Regions from separate parts of the Ovis aries genome. Here regions 1 and 2 are each linked to region 3. A link is a contact called in public Hi-C data. All regions are on one chromosome and are shown on one strand. Each heading gives the region's core, a stretch centred on a gene start, on an enhancer-like site or on the middle of the called end of the contact. The rest is flanking DNA. Distances are from core to core; before and after follow the strand shown.

Evidence for each region. A called contact is a pair of places that touch in the nucleus more often than the background predicts.
Region 1: a contact with region 3 is called in a Hi-C map of liver, with 7 times the contacts expected there. The contact joins two enhancer-like sites. A contact is called at or near these places in 11 of 16 Hi-C or Micro-C datasets (blood, hypothalamus, liver and 5 more).
Region 2: a Hi-C map of liver shows a contact between it and region 3, with 9 times the contacts expected there. The contact joins two enhancer-like sites. A contact is called at or near these places in 8 of 16 Hi-C or Micro-C datasets (blood, hypothalamus, liver and 4 more).

What each region holds. Positions count from the first base shown.
Region 1 is chr20:39,106,796-39,111,073 of ARS-UI_Ramb_v3.0, forward strand. No RefSeq gene overlaps it. Among named protein-coding and RNA genes, the nearest start is that of FAM8A1, 13 kb to the left of the region's middle. Within about 2 kb of position 2,701, at least 3 of the 54 cell types and tissues checked have an H3K27ac peak or open chromatin away from gene starts, as enhancers often do. A contact at or near this core is called in liver, where this site is marked.
Region 2 is chr20:38,945,387-38,949,940 of ARS-UI_Ramb_v3.0, forward strand. It overlaps KIF13A (kinesin family member 13A), which reads left to right. Exons shown (of 40, transcript XM_060403490.1): 18 at 452-614; 19 at 1,815-1,955; 20 at 2,865-3,014. Among named protein-coding and RNA genes, the nearest start is that of NUP153, 67 kb to the right of the region's middle. Within about 2 kb of position 2,990, at least 1 of the 54 cell types and tissues checked has an H3K27ac peak or open chromatin away from gene starts, as enhancers often do. A contact at or near this core is called in liver, where this site is marked.
Region 3 is chr20:39,369,904-39,374,066 of ARS-UI_Ramb_v3.0, forward strand. All of the region lies in intron 3 of LOC105603846 (a long non-coding RNA gene), which reads left to right. Among named protein-coding and RNA genes, the nearest start is that of STMND1, 36 kb to the right of the region's middle. Within about 2 kb of position 2,133, at least 3 of the 54 cell types and tissues checked have an H3K27ac peak or open chromatin away from gene starts, as enhancers often do. A contact at or near this core is called in liver, where this site is marked.

The DNA.
Region 1 (4,278 bases), core at 1,451-3,950, 260 kb before region 3:
TTGGGAGTCTGGAAAAGCATGGTGAATTGACCACATTCACTCCTTTTCTTTCCAAAGCACCCACTGAAATGAAACAGAGGAATAAAGTTATAGAATTAACGAGGTGGCTGCAGTTTTGCAAGACAGAAGGTCACTGACTTGAGGACAGGCTCAGAACTTGGAGGTACATATGGGTTCTTTGGGAACTGGAAGTGGAGTACAGTGTTCACAGGGAAATGATAAGTGAGTCTGTATGCTGAGTGTATTTGTGTGTTCATTCGCCCAGTTGTATCCGACACTTTGAGACCACATGGACTATATGGACTTTAGCCCACCAGGCTCCTCTGTCCATGGAATTTTCCAGGCAAGAATACTGGAGAAGGTTGCCACTTCCTACTCCAGGGAATCGTCCCGAGACTCAGGGATCAAAGCCCCGCCTCTTGCATCTCCTGCATTGGCAGGCGGATCCTTTACCACTGCACCATCTGGAAAGCTGAATATGTGTGACTCCCCACACCCCAATTTTTTCCTGTTCCTTTTTTTTGAAATCCCATCAGCTAAACCCATGCCTCCCAAACTGAATACTGGAGTGTTCTTTGGAGAAAACAAATGGTTGCTGAAAAAGCCTTCTATATGTTGCCATTTGGAGTTCCAAGAGCAAAAGTTTGGTTTACCAGCTTATCACTCCACCCTGAAACCTATTAGTATATAAAAATAAGAGTAGAAAAGCTTATGGAAAGAAGTCTCCTACACAAAAGTGAAATCTATAGATCTCAATCTATGAGCTGTGGAGCATAATAATTGATGAGTATTTGACAGTTAAAAAGATGATTGGATAGATATACGGAAAACCTGGGGGGCTCCCCAGGTGGCACTAGGGGGTAAAGAACGCACCTGCCAATGAAGGAGACATGGGAACCTGGGTCTCCTGCATCACAGGAGGGTTTATTACTGTCTGTACCACCAGGGAAGACTGAGCTTTACTTCTGAAAAAGATCCTGAGGAGGCTGCAAAGGAAGAGCAGGCTGCTGCTGAGAAAGGCTGTGACCTAGGGAGAATTTCGGGGTGAACCGACTGCTCCAGCTCCTGGGCTGATGGCTACTCAGCCTGAGGACACAGACTGGTCTCGAGGTGCACAGGTGCCCGGTGTAGACACAGACCAGCAGTTCCCTGCTGAGGACTGGAGCGCTCATCTGGCCACTGGAGTCTCATCCGCAGCTTCCACCCCTCAGGACCCTGAATGAGGAAGAGCCACCTCCGAGTGGGGCGTAAGCTGTTCTCCTACAGACTCTTAAACAGAGAGAGGAAATAAGGATGAGAGGAAAGAAACCGTGAAAAAAATGCCAAGAAAAAAAAAAAAAGACCCTGGACAGGAAACATTAATCATAGTTACTACTCAGCCCATCAGCAAATAATATTTACAGAGTCATAATAATATCAATACAGTTATTTTAACCAGAACTTGTGATGTATTTACTATGAGAGAATGGGAAATAGAGGAAGTGGGGGAAGGGATGTCAGCTCAGGGCTGATCTCATTAAGTAAGTCAGTCATTGACATCTCAAACTGGGACTTCTGTTCTGTCATTCTGAGTCATGGGATGAGCGTGCGACCCGAGCTCAGCAAGTTGGATGGGCTCACCTGGGACTTGGAAACTTGAACCAAGTGATCCAGGGATGGCACAAATGTAATGCCAGCAGAGATCCCTGATAAGACTTCTGATTAGACCTGCATGTCTTCCTTTAAGTTTAGAGACTGATGTTCTTCTAGTAAATTCCTCTTACATGTTAAGTTAGCACAGGCTGGTTTATGATCCTTTAACGAAAGAAACTTAATTGGATTCAGCCATTAAAGAGTCATCGCTGGCTTTACCCGAGTAGTTCTTTGGGATGAAGGGCAAAAGGCTGATTGAAGGTGTGGAAGGAGACATGGTACTTGGATTCTAATCTTCCAGGAGTTTATTTTGGAAGAGGAGGCATTAGGAAAGTAGCTAATAATTGTAAGCCATGTTTGAATTCATGAAGGAAATGGCAACCCACTCCAGGATTCTTGCCTGGAGAATTCCATGGGCAGAGGAGCCTGGTGGGCTACAGTCCATGGGGTCATAAACAGTCAGACATGACTGAGTGACTAACATTTTCACTTTTTCTATGTTAGGGTAACTGAGGAGTTCCTAAAAATTGGGCAGCCATGGAGCTGTTGTTTTAGAATTGATTTCTTTAATCTTTAGTGATATTTAGTTTATCAACATATTTCAACTATTCTTCTTAGTAATATTGACAAACCCACTGCCTGATGACAAATTGCTTTTGTCTGATCTGATATGCTGGTGGAAAATAATTTGAAAAAAGTATATAACCACTATCAGAAGTTTCACCTGAAAAGATGTCCCATGCACCCAATAAAAGATTAAATATTAACATAATTTGATTTCTTTTAGAAATGTACATAAAACAAGGTATCTTTTCCTTCTCTAGCCAGACTTGCAGCAAGTCACTATATGATACTTTTCTGCCCTCCAGTGGTTGTCAAACAGCATTAAGAAATTTATCATCTGCTTTATAATATTGTTTAAGAATACATTCTCTTCGTAACAGAATTTTAGGAATTCAAAGTGATTTATAAATGTGTCAGCATCCATAGAGGCACACGATATTCTTGAAAATGGGCAGACTCATAAAGCAACATTGATCTCAGTGTAAACTGACTTCAGACAACCAGTAGGTGGAGGAATTTCCAAAGCTAAGAACCACCACACTCTTGAAACCCGATTTCAGAACCTGAGATCTTAAAAATCATCCCTCCAATTTTGTCCATTTATACGGACAGAGACCAAGAACTGTTGACTAGCTCTGAGTCATGTATACACGTACACTGTTGTTGAGTTGCTAAGTCGTGTGCAACTCTTGCGGCCCCATGGACTGTAGCCTGCCAGGCTCTTCTGTCCATGAGATTCTACAGGCAAGAAAACTGGAGTGGGTTCCCATTTCCTTCTCCAGGTTATCTTCCTGAGCCAAGGATTGAACCCATGTCTCCTGCTTGACAGGCATATTCTTTACCATTGTGCCACCTGGGAAGCCCAGACATATACATAGTGCCCAGGAAATTCCAGTAAAAAGAAAGACTATTTTAGGTTAGGATTAGATTTTACTTGTGAAATATGAGAATTGGGGGTGAGGTGAAAGCTTTTTAGGTATGAATGGTTTGATCCTTGGGTCGGGAAGATTCCCACTGAGAAGGGGAATCCTTCTCCAAGTCATGCCCACTACCCACTCCAGTGATCATGCCTTGAGAATTCCATGGATAGAGGTTACAGTCTGTGGGGTTGCAAAGAGTCAGACATGACTGAATGACTTTCACTTTCAACTTTCAAGCTTGAGATAAAAAGCTGAAAATAAGTAGGGTGACTATGATGTAAGGGAGGAAAGAAGCCAGAAAGAGAGAGCCCCGGTGAGATGTTGGAAAGTGTAGGATATACAGAAGGGTCAAGACAGGGGGCTGAGTTTGGCTTTCGTACAGTCAGCAATGGAACACTGTTATGAAACACAAAGAAAAATATTTATAAACTATTGAGTGTTGATACATCATGATGTACATGAAAACCACTGATTTGCCTCTGTCTGCACGACTGAGTGACTTCACTTTCACTTTTCACTTTCATGCATGGGAGAAGGAAATGGCAACCCACTCCAGCGTTCTTGCCTGGAGAATCCCAGGGACAGCGGAGCCTGGTGGGCTGCCGTCTATGGGGCAGCACAGAGTCAGACACGACTAAAGCGAATTAGCAGCAGCAGTAGCTGCTGCTGCTCCTTTATTTATTAACACTGGAAGCAACCAACCCAAGGGGAAAAATCATGGAAGCTTTTGACCACCAGATCAATTTAGCCCTCATCTCACTAACTCAGATTCTTCCCTTGAAATTTCCCCCTTGACCTTGCGTACCTCCTGCCAAACTTCTTCCTGAGTTCCCTCCACAGCACCATTATTACTTTTTTTACATGGTTTTTCTTATCTTCATGATAAAGTGAGATTCCCCCTGAAGGCTAATTTGGAGTGATAACATGTACGACATTAACGTGATATCTGCTTCATCTAATGCCAACTCTGTTCTTGGCCCCCATCATTCTTTTTAAAGAATGAAAAATTCCATAATTCTGCTGACTTCTTCTCCATTTTTTCCCTTATCAGAGAGTTTTGTTGATCTTCTAAATTCAATATCCTGGCTCATTTGACTCTCATTTGCTAACCATGATAATATACGTGCTTTTTATATAGTAGGCTGCCCCACCTCCATTCTGT
Region 2 (4,554 bases), core at 1,740-4,239, 420 kb before region 3:
ACTTCTGCTGCCCCAGAAGTACATACTTCTCACATTTACCAAGTGAAGAAATCACATAAAACACTTTCTCCTTATTCTAGATCTCCTCCACTCTAAAGTTTACAAAAGTCATAATGATTTCTTTTTCCTAAAGGAATGTTTTATTGGGCTTTTTTTTTTTTTTTTTGCATTTTCATATCAAAATCTATTCTTTTTCAAATATTATAGAATTTAAAACATGGTTGGAAGTTAAGTTACCCCATACATTTGCTTCTCATCCCTGGTTACCAGTGGATAACCCATGGAACCCCAGTGGGAAGAGGGAAGGATAAGAGGTGAATTGGCAAAAATAGGTTGAAAGATAATTGTCTGAGAGGAGATTCTTAACTACTTTCTAACAGTATGACTCACTTGGAAAACGGGATTGCAGTTTTCTTCCGGATGTGCTCACTTCCTTCTCTGCTGCTTGCAGGGATGAACTCTTTCGCCAAAGTTTGGCAAAACTGCGGGAGCAGCTGGTGAAAGCCAACACCCTGGTGAGAGAGGCAAACTTCTTAGCCGAGGAGATGAGCAAGCTCACCGACTACCAGGTGACTCTGCAGATCCCTGCTGCGAACCTCAGTGCCAACAGGAAGGTAAGAATGCTCTCAAAGGGGAGGAGGGCAAGAGGTGCAGCAGTAGCTTCTGAGAGGTAGAACATCACCTTGACGTCCGCAGAACATCTGTGAAGAGACCCTGATGTGAGCTGGAGGGTTTGTTCTTTTAAAGATCCCCTCTAGAAACCTCTTTGGGTATATATGATCAGAATATGAGAATCTGGAGGGCTGAAAGAGTTGCTAGTTTAAATGCTTTCTTTAAAACATTGCAACTTGGGAATTCCCTGGTGGTCCAGTGGTTAGGACTCTGCACTGTCACTGCTGTGGTCCAGGGTCCACTCCCTAGCTGGGAAACTAAGATCCTACAAGCTACGCGGTGCAGCCAGAAATAAATAAGAAAACTAGAAATGGATATAACTAACTCCTCTTGCTTTTCTCTCTCATATAAATGCCTCCTGAAGTGGGGGATATGTAAATATCTTATAATAGTACCATTCAGAGACAGTGACAAGAAAGGAAAACTCCTATGGTCCCTGTTTTATATACACAGAAGGATTCTTTGCAGCCACTCAGAAGTTTCCATCATTAAAACTTCAAGATTTTTTTCTTTAGGGAGAAACCTTGAAAAGTAATTTTTCCTCCATTCATTTTTCCCTCCGACAAGTGAGTGAGAAATGAGTCAGAGAGTATCTCATCAGCCTTCTTGCATTTTAGTCTTTTGACCAAGTAGTTCTCCTTTGCAAAATTTACTCTAAATCCGTACTTACAAAAGTGTTTGTAAAGGTTTATGTGCTTTTGTACAAGGATGCTTATCATAGTTACCTTTGTAATAGCAAACATTTGAAATAGCCATGATGTTGGGCAGTAGACTAATTAATCAAATGAGTGATACATCCCCATAACAGATCACTTTGTTGCTATTAAACATTTTGCTCCTGAAGAACATTTAACCACACAAAAAGGTTCACTGTGGAGAAAGAATTGGGATGGGAAATTTGTATTTTTGCTTGGTTCTGAGTGTGATTTAAAATAAAACGTGCATGCACGGCCCTACAAAGAAGATTGAAAATAAACTAGAATATTCTGTATATGGTAGATTTCATCTTTCTTTGTATACATTATGTGTCTTTTTCAAACTTTCTCCTTGGTGATAATGCATATTGCTTCAGCAGTCCAAAAACGTTATAACAGGATTTGCTGTGTTTGATTTTTTTGTCTTTGTTTTCCTATATTCTACAGAGAGGAGCAATAGTGAGTGAGCCAGCTATTCAGGTGAGGAGGAAAGGCAAGAGCACCCAAGTGTGGACCATTGAGAAGCTGGAGAATAAATTAATTGATATGAGAGACCTTTATCAAGAATGGAAGGAAAAGATTCCTGAGGTAAAAGGGACAGAATGTCAAGGAGTTTGGTTGCATTAAAAGGACAGAATATGAGTGACTTAACCATCAGAACTGGAGAAGGAAATGGCAACCCACTCCACTGTTGTTGTCTGGGGAATTTCACAGATGGGGGAACCTGGTGGGCTACAGTCCATGGGGTCACAAAGAGTCGGACACGACTGAGCGACTAACACACAATCATCAGAACACACACATGCACATCACTGAGTATCTGTAGTGATGCTGGGGACATTTATATTAGAAATGTAAAGTGAAAGTCAGGTGGATGGGTCATAAAATATGTGATCCTCACACAGATAGGAACTACGTGAAGAGAACACCTAGCACCTTCTGTATCTTTGGTACATTTCAAGTGAAATGAAGTGGGAAAAGTGAATTTGTGCTGTTTTGTCGGTGGTGTTAAAAACCAGCTTAGATGGGCCAGCATGGGTTTTGTGTTCATTAGCATATGCTCATGCTCTCCTAGCGGTATTCATGGCTGGGTGCACGCTAAGAATAATTTTAGAGAGCATGGTCCATTGTTCGGACGTTAGCAATGGAGAAAAGGACTCAACGAAGGAAGTGAACCAAAGCTCAGGGAGTAGGACCATGCAGGTAGGGTGTGCCAGGGAAGAGGGGGAGGGTTGGGGTGAGGTGTGTGGTAGGTGGGGCTATAACTGATAGAAAGGCTTTCCACGCCTTTTCATCAGTTATCGCCCTAACAAGCACCTCCCGTGCTAGTTTTGTTTTATTTGTATGACATGATTCTGATTTTACTTTTAATCAATATGGATAAATGCTTTCTTTTTGAAACATTTTAAAATAGCTGGTTTTAAATAGTATTAGGTTGATGTTTTCTTTCCCTACTCACCCCCTCCCCCCAATCCCCCAACCTGTCCTGCCACTCAGGCAAAGCGACTCTGCGGGAAACGAGGTGACCCTTTCTATGAAGCCCAAGAGAATCACAACCTGATTGGCGTTGCGAACGTGTTCCTGGAGTGTCTCTTCTGTGATGTGAAGCTTCAGTATGCAGTTCCTATCATCAGCCAGCAGGGGGAGGTAAGGACAAGCCAGGCTGGGAGAAAATGACCATGGCCCAAGTGTGGTTTTTGTTGTTTTAACTCGATTTAAGTTATGTTCTTGGTTTAGATCCAGAAACTAGGGTGAAGCCTCAGGATCATGTTCTTTTTTCCCTACTAATATCAATAGGAACTATCAACATTAATTCATGGCTTTAAAAGATTATTAGAATATGTTTTTTGTTTGTGGTTCACAAGGATTTTCTTTGTTTTAATCAAGTTAGAAATCTTTTGGAGACCAGATTCGGCTCTGTGCCCACATTGGCTTCTCTTTTAAGCTCTTACCTTCGTAATACCATTTAGCTCCTTCCTGGCCCCTAAGTGGTCCTTACAAGATATAAAAGTGAAAGTGAAAGTCGCTTAGTCATGTCCAGCTCTCTGTGACCCCATGGACTGTATAGCCTGCCAGGCTGCTCTGTCCATGGAATTCTCCAGGCTAGAATACTGGAGTGGGTAGCTGTTCCCTTCTCCAGGGGATCTTCCCAACCCAGAGATTGAACCCAGGTCTCCCACATTGCAGGCAGATTCTTTACCATCTGAGCCACAAGGGAAGCCCTTATAAGATATAACTTGAGGGGAATATTTTGAAATCTGAAATATTCAAAGCAAACAAGCTGAACCATTCCATTGTTACTACCTCTTTAAAAAAAAATACCTCTCATATTTCAGTTATTTCATTATATTGGCCTTATGTCAGCCTGAAACATTTTAGAAAATGTTCAAGTTCAAACATTTTTTTTATTACCCAGTTCATTAATGAATGTCTTCATTTTAAATTTAGTAGCATCAATATTTCATGATGCTACTAAATTTAAAAGTAATTTGCTCTTTAATAACATGCAAACTTGGAAATACTAAGTTGTTTTTCATGCTTCTTTTTCTTTTTAAGTTACATTTTTATTTTACTTTAAAAATTTATTTTTAATTGGAGGATAATTGTACAATGTTGTGTTGGTTTATGCCATACATCGACATGAATCAGCAGCCGTAGGTATACATATGTCCCCTCCCTCCTGAACCTTCCTCCCACCCCTTCCCACCCCTCTAAGTTGTCACAGAGCACCAGTTTGAGCTCTCTGCATCATACAGCAAATTCCCACTAATTATGTAGTTTACATATGGTTCGTGGTTCTTAGAGCAGGCTGAGGATAGGGCTCCACTCTGCCTGAAGTGAACCCAGAAAATAAACCCTAGGTTCCCAGCTGTGATGTGTAAATACATGTCTCATATTCCCACATGTGTAACCCCCCTGTGAACACTATGGTGTGGGAGACCAGTGAGCTAAGTTGCTTTTTCCCATGTTAAAAGTGGGCACAACTCCAATGGCAAAGAGACCTAGTAGCTGAGTCCCTAGTCAGGGTTACTTAAGCTAGGGTCCATGGTGGGCTTTGCGTGTTCCATTGATACCCCTAAAATTTTACTAAAAATGTATTAGGTTCTCAAAAAACATTAGGAGTAAAAAGCTTAAGAAGTACCATCTTCTAACTGATTTCTCATATTTCCTTTCTTCCTTTTCTCAT
Region 3 (4,163 bases), core at 883-3,382:
ATGTCACATTTTCCATTCCTTACCCAAACCTCCCAAAAAGACTTTAGCGTTTAAAATCTGATGCAAACGAGTTTGGGTGTGAATTCTCTCTCCTCTAAGCAAATATACAGCAAATAAAAAATTTTCATCTGACAAGAGAAATGGTTTAATAATACCCACCACATTTGAAATATAGGACATGTAATTTAGAGGATAGAAGCCCAAAATCTTTCCTTTTAATTCATATTAGTGCAAATATTTTAGGGCTTAAAGACAAATACACGGCCACTGGAGAAACTTAGCCTGTTCACAAAAACAAATTACAGTCATCCATTTTCAGGGCTCTAAAATATTGGCTGCTGCTGCTACTGCTGCTAAGTCGCTTCAGTCGTGTCTGACTCTGTGCAACCCCACCAGGCTCCCCCGCCCCTGGGATTCTCCAGGCAAGAACACTGGAGTGGGTTGCCATTTCCTTCTCCAAAGCATGAAAGTGAAAAGTGAAAATGAAGTCGCTCAGTCGTGTCCGACCTCAGCGACCCCATGGACTGCAGCCTTTCAGGCTCCTCCATCCATGGGATTTTCCAGGCAAGAGTATTGGAGAGGAGTGCCATTGCCTTCTCTGAAAATATTGGCTAGGCTGAAAAAATTCCAAATTTATAGATGATTCTAAGTGAAGATGTTCTTCTCTCACTGGCTGGTATTTTACAATACATGTCATCGTGTTCAGCCTTGTAGGATTTATGCCATTAGGAGTCATATCTTCAGATAAAAGCTGGATCAAGGAAAGGGGATAGTTGGAAGAGTATTTGTCGGTGAATGATTCACAGAACATGAGTTCATTTCTTCTGAGTTTCAATCTGTTTCAATAAAGACCTTGACCAAGGGCTTGGAGATCTGCCCCTGCTTGTACATACTTCAAAAGGGCAAAGTACTCTATGTCACGAGGGTTAGGTGAGACTGGCCAGCTGAGAAATATTCTGGGATTCAACCACTAATTCAATGTAGAGTAATCAGTCACTCACTCATTCAACAAGTTTTTAACAAGTAATCAATCATTCATTCACTCATTCAACAAGTTTTATTGCCTTCCAATTGCTTGCAAGGCACCCGTGTTGGCCCTAAAGATTCAGCAGTGACAAAACAGACACAAGTCTTCTCCCATATGGGTCTTACACTGTAGCTAGGGAGAGAGGAGTAATAAAATGTGTGTGTGTGTGTGTGTATGTGCACATACATGAGTGCACGTGTGTGCATAAACCGCCCCAGAATAAAGCTCGGTGCGGGCTAGAGAATTATGGGAGTGGCTAAACTGTAGTTTCATCCAGGGAAAAGCTCATTGGCTGTCCCACCTGGAGCGGGGGGAAGAGTGACCAATCAGCTGTCTCGGGGAGGAGCCTTCCAGGCAGAGGGAGCAAAATGTACAAAGATTCTGCGGTGGGATGAACGTAGAGGGACTAGCATGATTGGAGGGAATGAAGGGAAGATCCAAGAGAACAGGATGGTGAGGTGGGGGCTGGAGTCTGTTCTTACATGGCCTTGTAGACCTCTATTTTGGCTTTTACTTGGTTATGAGATGAGGACTTTGTAATGTTGAGTAGCAAAGTGATAATAAGATCTCTCCTATTTTAGAATTGTCAATCTGGCTGCTGTCTTCAGAGTCGACTGAAGGGAGAGGGGGCAGAAGCAGGGAGATGAATTAGAGGGCTATGACAACAATTCAGGTGAGAGATGGCTTTGGCTCCGACAGGGATTTAGTGTAGGTGGTGAAAAGTGATCAGACTCTGGATATAGTTTGAAAGAAGAGCTGACAGGATCTGCTAAAGGACCAGGTAGAAAACGTGAGAGAAAGAGAGAAGTCATGGATGCTGTCAGGTTTTGTTTGGGGAGGAGTGGAGAAGGGAATGGCTTTGAGAGGGAGAGAGCTCTATTTGGAACGTGTTGAGATGCTGATGGCACAGCCAAATGAAGCCTAGACTTAAGGAAGATATAAATTTGGCGATCCTCTGCATGTAGCTGGTATTTAAAGCCATCAGACAGAGTGAATGCTATTAAGGTGAGTATTGTAAAGTAATAATAATAAGCAGAAACAACAATTAAGTAGAGTTGGGAAACCTGGAGGAGGAGCTCTCTCACCCTGGGACATGCTTGACCGAGCAGGAAGAAAAAGACTCCTTTCCTGGCAAGGACTCAGCCAAAAGCTATGGACTCTTTGTTTACTACAACCCTGCCGACTTTCTTTTCCTCTTATAAAAGTCTTCCATTGCTCCGGGGCAGGGTGGTGTGGGGGCTTGCATGTGGCCTGCCATGGTTGCACACCCCAAATTTAAATTCTCTGTTGATCCCAACTTAACCCATTTTTGCTGGAGAGTCTGGTAGTCTGTTTGTTTCAGGTCAAAAGTGTGTAGCTAGAAAAGAGGACCAGTACAAAGTAAATGTTCTGAGCTCTCTAGTGGAAAAGATCCGGGGCATAAGAAAGTCAAGGAACCAAATGAAGAAGTGAAGGATGTAGGAAGGATCTTCCACAAGGACATTGAAATCATCAAGAATTAAGAGATGTGTTGGAGAATGTAATAGTGACCCAGAAGCTAAAATATTCATGAGACAGACCATCCAAAGTTTTGATTATTATACAATCAAGTAGAAGGGCTGAAAAATGCTATAAACTCCAATAGATTGTTAGTCTACAGTGGAGGTGCATATTGACTTCTATTAACTATCCTTTGGTGCCATCTGCTGGACACAGACCAAAGCAAATCACTACAGAAGGATGAACCTTTTAAAGAAAGTCCTTGTGATTAAGAAAATTTCACAGAAAATAAAAAAGTTCTTAGTGTACTGAGAGTAATTAGATAGTCACTTTGCAATTTCACCAAGCTTTGTTTCTTAAATGTCTAAGGAAAAAATAGAGACAAGGGGATGAGGGAAAAAAAGAAGTGGAAATGAGAAGGATTGTTTAATTAGTCTATGATCTGTCTTTTGGAAAATATCCACTTTAGAAATTGGGACTTATACTATCCAGTTTTGAAAGTCTCATGTGTACATGTGCTTTCCCCTCCCCAAGAGGTTAAATTTTCATAATCAGGTCCCCCATCTTACATATTGCTAGTGACATGCCTAGCCTACCACTGTATTTAGGACAGGGCCCGGCAAAGAGCAGATGCTTAATATTCAAAGACTGGAGTAAGAAGAAACAACAGTAAAGATATTTTAAACAGACTCACGGATAAGGAAAACAGGCCTAGTGGTTACCAATGGGGAGAAGGAATGAGGGAGGGGCAAGAAAGGGGTATGGGATTAAGAGATACAAACAACTCTATGTGAAATAGATAAGCAACAGGCATATATTGTAGCACAGGGAAATACAGCCATTATTTTGTAGTAACTTTAAATGGAGTAGAATCTATAAAAACAGTGAATCACTATTTTGGATACCTGAAAATAACATAGTACTGTAAGTGAACTATACTTCAGTTAAGACAAGAGTGAAGCCCGTTGTACAACAATATGAATATACTTATTACCAAATTGTGCACTAAAACATGTTAAGATGGTGCATGTTATGTGATTTTCAACGCACAAATTTAAAACTATAAAATAATCTTATTTATTATTTTTTAAAAGATTTTTTAAAATGTAGACCACTTTTAAAGTCTTTATGGAATTTGTTACAGTATTGCTTCTGTGTTATGTTTTGGTTTCTTTGCCCTGAGGTGTGTGGGATCTTCTTAGCTCCCTGGCTAGGGATCCCATACTTCCTGAGTTGGAAGACGAAGTCTTAACCATTGGACCACCAGGGAAGCCCCATCCTTGTAGTGATGGAAATAGCCTGGATCTTGATTGAATTGATGTTAATATCCTGGTTGTGGTATTGTATTATAGCACAGTTTTGTAGGATGTTACCCCTGGGAAAGTAGATAAAGGGCACATTGTATTTCGCTGTATTGTTTCTTACAATTGCAAAATAATAAGTTCAATTAAAAAAGACTATCTAATAGAATGATTTGACATTGACAATAAATTGCCTCAAGACCAGAGCATGAATAAATTAGATGTTGCTTTGTTGTAGACAGGGTTGCACTAGAGAAGTTCCTCTTTCTAGCACCTAATTGGCAGGCCCCTAGCACCTGAAGTCAAGGACTAAGGTCCAAGTGAATTTCTCTACATCAGCTGCAGCTGGTAATTGC